Linked DNA regions of Mus musculus: region 1 is linked to region 2. Evidence: chromatin contacts called from public HiCAR-type data. All regions are on one chromosome and are shown on one strand. Each heading gives the region's core, a stretch centred on a gene start, on an enhancer-like site or on the middle of the called end of the contact. The rest is flanking DNA. Distances are from core to core; before and after follow the strand shown. Region 1 overlaps Lrrc6 (leucine rich repeat containing 6 (testis)). Region 2 overlaps Gm27242 (a long non-coding RNA gene).

The links. HiCAR-type assays count read pairs that join an accessible place to other places.
Region 1: a contact with region 2 is called in a HiCAR-type map of PVALB interneurons, with 2.9 times the contacts expected there. The contact joins two enhancer-like sites. A contact is called at or near these places in 3 of 39 promoter capture datasets (embryonic stem cells and liver), 1 of 15 datasets of contacts at CTCF or cohesin (hippocampal excitatory neurons), 147 of 484 Hi-C or Micro-C datasets (the AML12 cell line, the AtT-20 cell line, B cells and 76 more), 23 of 115 datasets of contacts at active chromatin or transcription factors (CD8 T cells, PVALB interneurons, T-cell acute lymphoblastic leukemia and 14 more) and 1 of 9 other capture datasets (embryonic stem cells).

What each region holds. Positions count from the first base shown.
Region 1 is chr15:66,441,264-66,444,553 of GRCm38.p6, forward strand. It overlaps Lrrc6 (leucine rich repeat containing 6 (testis)), which reads right to left. Exons shown (of 12, transcript NM_019457.2): 8 at 895-960. Among named protein-coding and RNA genes, the nearest start is that of Gm31006, 58 kb to the right of the region's middle. Within about 2 kb of position 1,273, at least 11 of the 459 cell types and tissues checked have an H3K27ac peak or open chromatin away from gene starts, as enhancers often do. A contact at or near this core is called in PVALB interneurons, where this site is marked.
Region 2 is chr15:66,298,464-66,301,974 of GRCm38.p6, forward strand. Gm27242 (a long non-coding RNA gene) reads left to right here. Exons shown (of 5, transcript XR_875391.3): 3 at 1,357-1,466. Among named protein-coding and RNA genes, the nearest start is that of Kcnq3, 14 kb to the left of the region's middle. Within about 2 kb of position 1,863, at least 1 of the 459 cell types and tissues checked has an H3K27ac peak or open chromatin away from gene starts, as enhancers often do. A contact at or near this core is called in PVALB interneurons, where this site is marked.

The sequences.
Region 1 (3,290 bases), core at 23-2,522, 140 kb after region 2:
AGGAGGGGCAAACATGTCACTTTGCTACTGTGGTCATGCCTGTCTGCTGGAATAAAGTACAGCTGAAAACCACCAGTCATAATGTGGGGATCTTGGAGCAGAGGACATCTTGTGATCATGGGCTCTAAGATGGAATAAGGCAGAGAAGGCTCACCACCCAAGGCTCATTTTTTTTATTAGATATTTTCTTTATTTACATTTCAAATGTTGTCCCCTTTCCTGGTTTCCCCTCCAAAACTCCCTAGCCCTCTCCCCTCCCCCTGCTTACCAACCCATCCACTCCTACTTCCTGGCCCTGGCAGTCCCCTACACTGAGACTTAAACCAAGGCTCATTGTGTTTTGTAAAACAAAGAGGGCCATCAGAGTAACAGCCTTGGAGCAAAGGGAGCCTGGGGTATGCATATCAGAAAGCAATACAGCTCTGAGAATCATTTTAACCCGGTCTGTAGGGTTTGAGTTTTCATAGCCATGGGACTCTGTCTGGGGTAATTGATTCCCTCCTCCCCTTTCATCTTTGTGTGTTTAACATTACAGTGGGGGATGCAGACATGGCTCAGTGGCTAAGAATGCTTGTTGCTCTTGCAAGAGGAGCTGAGTTCAGGTTTCAAGCACAATGGCTCCTGACTGCCTGTAACTCCAGCTCTAGAGACTCCAGTGCCCTCTTTTGCCCCTCTGTGAGCCCCAGGCATGTACATGGTATATATACAGCCATGCAAGCAAGCATTCATACATAAAAAAATTAAAAATCTGTTTTAAAAATTACAGTGAGCATTCGAATTCTTCGAAGCAGGGAACCAAGTTCCATCTCTCTGTTACAGAACACAATGAGTTGCTATTTAGAAAGAGATCTGATGGGAAGGCCCTAAGATGAATATATAATAAAAATGCTTTACCTATAGACAGCCAGGTCCAGGATGATCTGATTGTGTTTCTCATCATCTTTCAAAGAGAAATCAAGTCTAAAAAGGATGAATTTGGGGATGGGGCATGGGGGGTGGGGCGAGAAGGGTCGCTTTAGTACATTGGTTATATGAAGATATCACATAATATCATATAATTACCATATAATCAAAGTAAAAGACAATGAGTATATAAAAATCCTCAATGAGAACTTACTTTCACTTATCAGACAGTAAGACATCTATGCTGATTAAATTTTTTAAAAAAGAAGCCCAGAAAGCCTATGGATAAATTTACTCTTACTGACGTTATTGACATGTAAGGCTTTGGTGCAGAGATGGAGACACCTGGTGGCTGAAGTGCTCTCTCGCATTTCAGTTGCCTCTGCTAGAACCCAGCATGGAGTTCTTTCTGGGGACACACATGCTGCCTCTGTGTGCTGTGCTTCCAAAGTCCTACTCCTCACCTCCCAGCATCCTTCCTTCCTTTTTTTACTTGCCACATGTTTTCCCCATCTCCTTTCTTATTGCCACCCTTCCCGAAGTGGGAAAGACTGAGATAGAGCTAGTAGTTTATGACGTCTATTTATTTTTATTTTTAAATTTTTTTATTAGGTATTTATTTCAGTTACATTTTCAATGCTATCCCAAAAGTCCCCCACACACTCCCCCACCCTCCCACTCCCACTTCTTGGCCCTGGCATTCCCCTGTACTGGGGCATATAAAGTTTGCACGACCAACGGGCCTCTCTTTCCACTGATGGCCAACTAGGCCATCTTCTGATACATATGCAGTTAGAGACATGAGCTCCGGGGGGTACTGGTTAGTTCATATTGTTGTTCCACGTATAGGGTTGCAGATCCCTTTAGCTCCTTGGTTACTTTCTCTAGCTCCTCCATTTGGGGCCCTGTGTTCCATCCAATAGCTGACTGTGAGCATCCACTTCTGTGTTTGCTAGGCCCCAGCATAGTCTCACAAGAGACAGCTAAATCTGGGTCCTTTCAGCAAAATCTTGCTAGTGTATGCAATGGTGTCAGTGTTTGGAAGCTGATTATGTGATGGATCCCTGGATATGGCAGTCTCTAGATGGTATGACGTCTATTTTATAAAGAAGCAGAGGTTCTCAGAAAAGGACATGCTTGGAGAAAAGACAAAGAAACCCACATAGGTAAGAGCCAAAACCCCTGACCCTCCAGCTATATCCCCTGGCTGAGCCCTAAGTGTAACTGACTTGATGCCAGTATATTCCATAGAATTACTTTGTCAGTTTCATTTTGAACAACTAACTTATCAAACTGTAATCTGTATAATCTAACATTAAACAATAGATACTAAATTCTTTGGGAAATACAAATTAACCTTTACATTTGGCTATTCACCATAAGTCTACTACAGCAGGGACTCTTGTTGTTCCAAACAATCTAACCATATAGGGTTCTATAGGGTCTCAAACAAGCCATGCACACCTTATCTCTTGGGAGCCTTCTATGTATTATCCTCTCTGCATTGATTGTTTATCCCACAATTCTATAGTCTGCCAATTTGAACTCTCCTTCTATGTTACTTAAAACTAGCTTTAGAAGTTTGTTCTGGGTCAAAGATCACCAGTTAGGTCCCTACTATTTCCCCTTTATCTCTAGTAATAGAATCCCATGAAGTCCGTGGTTATACCAAATAAAAACAGCATTTCTCATCATCCCTTGCACCAAGGAATGTGTTGTAGGCACTTTCCAGAAGTTTTTCTTTAAAAAAAAAAAAAAAAAAAGCAACATTTGTGTCCTTTCTGAACTGACTCTTTTTTCATCTGAGAATAGCAAAGCATGCCAAAAGATGAATCACAGAGACTCTTATCAAGGCATTGAACTTTCTAGGTAAAAGGAAACATTGACTCACCCTAAGATAGAAGTGGAGGAGTTGATGAATAGTTGGACTCTGGTAATGTTGATATAAAAGCATATGGAGATCAGTAATAAAGGCCAGGGAGAGGAAAATCAGGAACCAAGGGATTTGGGTTTTAGTGCCAATGGGTAGATAATTGTTACTGAGATGGAGACAGTGGGAGGTAAGGATGTCTGGGTGGGGGGATGGAGAGGAGAATGTAGGGAGCTGGAAAGCAGTTGTTGTTCTTCAATCATGTAGGTCAACAAACTAATGCCACCTAGCTAATTGAATCTAGATGCCTTGAACTCAGGGAAGAGGCAGAACCTTGTTCTGAGGAATGTGAACACTGTAGTCAAAGCTAGACTACATGGGTTTTGGTATTTACTTTTGCCACATTTAATTTTTTCATCATTTTTCTCCCCCATATTCGTTATCTCTCTCTCTCTCTCTCTCCTCTCCCCCCCCCTCTCTCTAAAACGAAACAAAACAGGGGGGAGAAAGCCATAGT
Region 2 (3,511 bases), core at 613-3,112:
TAACTTGTTCTGGCTGGGAGAAACATGTCCAGAAGTGAAATCAAACCCATTTCACCCTTAGGCAGCGAAAGGGTCACAGGTCCCTTACTTGCTTCTCCACTTCCACTGAGAAGAAGGCACCCCAAGTGAAGCTTTGTGAAGCACAGGAATCCTACCACCTCTCATACCTATGATCAGGCGAAAAAAAGCACTGATGGAAAGTAATTCACATCTTTTTCCTAAGAAAAAATATTTTTATCAAAAGTTATTCTCTGAAGTTCTTTCAGTGGGATGACAGGATCCTCCTAAGAACATCTGATCCAACATGGATTGTCTGAACCTAGACTGTTTCTTGTTGGAGCCGTTAATTGACAATGCAGCGGGCACAGGCTAAGCCTCTAGAACACTGACAGTCAGGCGAGTGAGCTGCTGCATCCTGGCATGCCATGATGCGGGCCCATAGAAGGAAAACTATACATGTTACGTTTCATGGTCTTTTGAACATTAGCCTGGTTGGCGTCTGCTACCAAGTTTATCTCAGCTCTCACCCTCTTCTTGCGCTCTGTTCTATAAAATTTCTCTGGGCTTGGTCTTACTGATTCCTTCATATTTGGCACATTCGCGGGCAAACTTTGATGCATATTCATAAGTAAATATATACATATTTATGGAATGTGTTTAGCTTTAAAAATAAGCTTTAGTCTTCATGATGAAGTGGGGTTCAAACTTGGACTTCTCAGTGTAGGCTTAGTCATAACTGAATGGGCAGCTGGAAAAAGCTGCCTGTCCTTACAGTTTCAAAGTGTGAATATAAGGTGAAGGGATGGAAATGATGGCTTCTTGGTTCTGATCTGCAGTTGGATCTCCCATTGTGTTGTCAGGTAGAAAGAATGCTGGCTTCTTGGTTCTGATCTGCAGTTGGTTCTCCTGTTGTGTTGTCAAATGGAAAGAATGCAGCAAACTCATTTTACATCTGTAGATGCCAAGAAGTATCGAGACTCAAAGATTTCCTCAAAGCACAAGACAGGTGAAAACCTTCAGGGCACAACACAGGTGTGCACACATGTACACAAGCGCACACCACACACACACACACACACACACACACACACACACACACACACATTAATTAATCTGTAGCTGGTTAACATTGGTGAAATATCCCTCAGCCTCATTTTCCTGGCATATGAACATGGAAATAAGTATGAGTGATTCATAAAGCAGCTATAAAATGACAAAGGACGTGTGCCTACTATAGTGCCTGGCGCACAGCAGCTGCTCTATGAAGGCCATGCGGTCCCCTTTCCTCTTAGCAAAGTCAGTTTATTCAAGTGAGCCCAAAGTTCAAATCTAAGCTTGCCTGCTTTCTTCTTGCAGCTCTGAGAAGTTTAGAAGGCATTCTATGCCTTGGATCTACTGCGTGCAGCATGGCGATGCCAGGATGCCGGTCCAAGCTCCCAATGCAACACCAGGACTGATGGGCACAGGTACCACACTATAGGTACTAGAGACGTTCTCTGCCTCATGAACAGATGAGGAAAAACAGGCAGAGGGAAGGTCAGAGGAAGGACCAATGAGCCACTTTGGTGAGGAATTTTAAGCTAACACTGTTTTAAAAGGCAGACCAACATTAACAGAGACTTAGACCAAAAACTACAGATTGGGGAAATCAAATTAGCAGTTGGAAGGAGCAGAGTTACATGGTAAAATAGTTCCTATTTAATCAAGAAATTATATAAACCATAATTTCTAAAAATATTAATGGGGAGTATTATGTATTCATATGCAATTCTGGAAGATTTATGCCAGTCTTAATGTCTGGAGATGCCCTTCAAATTTTCCATCTGCCCTGGAATAGGTCTAATGTGATAATAAACAGGAAATTGACTGGGCCAGGGGACATGCAGTTCTGTTTTGTACCATAAAATATAGGAGGCTGCTGACATTGCATATTAATTAGCTGATCCCTTCCTTTCCAAATTAAGAGCTCAGTTTTGAATTACTTGCACGGATGCAAAACTTGGCTCTGTGATTTTTGAATGCATTAGCTCTCATTCACCAAAAAAATTTGGAGCACCTAATTGTTTCTAGGATCTCCCAGGCAAAGGATGAGGTAAACACACAACACAATCCATGGAAAAGTCTCTCTTTATCTAAGAAACTGACGGGGGAGGGTGAAAGCAGAAGTGCTTATGGGAAATTGTTCTAGAAACAGCCTGGCTTTTCCAGAGCATCAAGGAGACTTTAGCTCATAATCATTGGAAACCTATGAGCTTTGGCCTCCTCTGTTTGGGTCAGAGCTCCTTTTTCTCTGCTTCCTTGTTTATTTGTCTATGTTAAAAATCTTTGATTAATTGTTAAATAAATAGTCGTTGCACAGTCACTACATGACAAGTATTCTTTTGGATGGATGCAGAAGTGTAGCTATGGTCAAAGCAGGTGTGAACTCAGAAAGTCCACATTCAATTAAGAGAGAGCAACAGTAAACATGGCATAGAAGAACTGTGCTGTATTATATAAGCATGAGATTGCTCCTGATATTATCCATTGCTGTGTAACTCACATCCCCAGACTTACTGCTACAATAGCAACAGCGAGTCTAAATCCTGTTGAAAACTATGGGTCCGAAATTTTAGGAAGACAGCACAGAATGGGGTGATGTGTTTCTGTTCCATAATGTCTGGGCTTCGCTTGGAAAGACAGGAGTGTCTGTCAGTGGCTCCTGTGGGACGAAGTCTACTTATGGCACACATTCTGCTAAGAATGGTTAGAAGCTGGTCTAGCCTGCGGCTGTTCATCAGAAATCCTACATGTCCGTTTCTAGTGCAGTCATGTCAGGATAATGAGGCTTTGTATATGATGACCAAGACTCCAACAAATGACTGATGCCTCAGAAGTTGCCTGGTGTCACTTTTAATGCTAAGCAAAGGAGATGTGTCTCATGGAGATGAGACACAAGTTCAGAAAAAATGCACAAACAATTAGTGATTGTGCTTTATAACCAGCACCCTACTTTAGAGTTAGCCCATTGTCGGATAAAGGGCTTTGGATTTGGAGTTAGGCAGACCCAGAGGCAGTCAGTACAACTGGCAAGCATCCTTATGTTAGCACACATCACTGATGGGTGGGTAGGTCAGTCACTACACTGGGGGGTGGGGGTGGGGCTGTAGGCTGTAAGGTGAATCAGAGGGAGTACCTTTCCCCTGAGTGATCATGGGTGAACATGAAAGTCAGGTGACTAGGCCTGGTCATAACAGTCTGCTGAGGTCAAGGACAGGACACACAGATGGCTGTGGAAGCATCTAGGTGAAAGAATTCACTGAGTGAACCCAATGCATCATGTGCTATGCTCTGCCCTTTGTTTGTTTGCATAATGAGAATAATGAGAACTATAAGGCTGGTACTAGGGTTAGACTGCGTAATCTCACACTCTAGCATCTTCATACTACTCTACTGGACTGAAGAAGCCTCCCATCACTCTCTGCTCTCCTCCTGTTTGCCTGTAAGTCTCCTTGTGTACTTATTCGCTTTC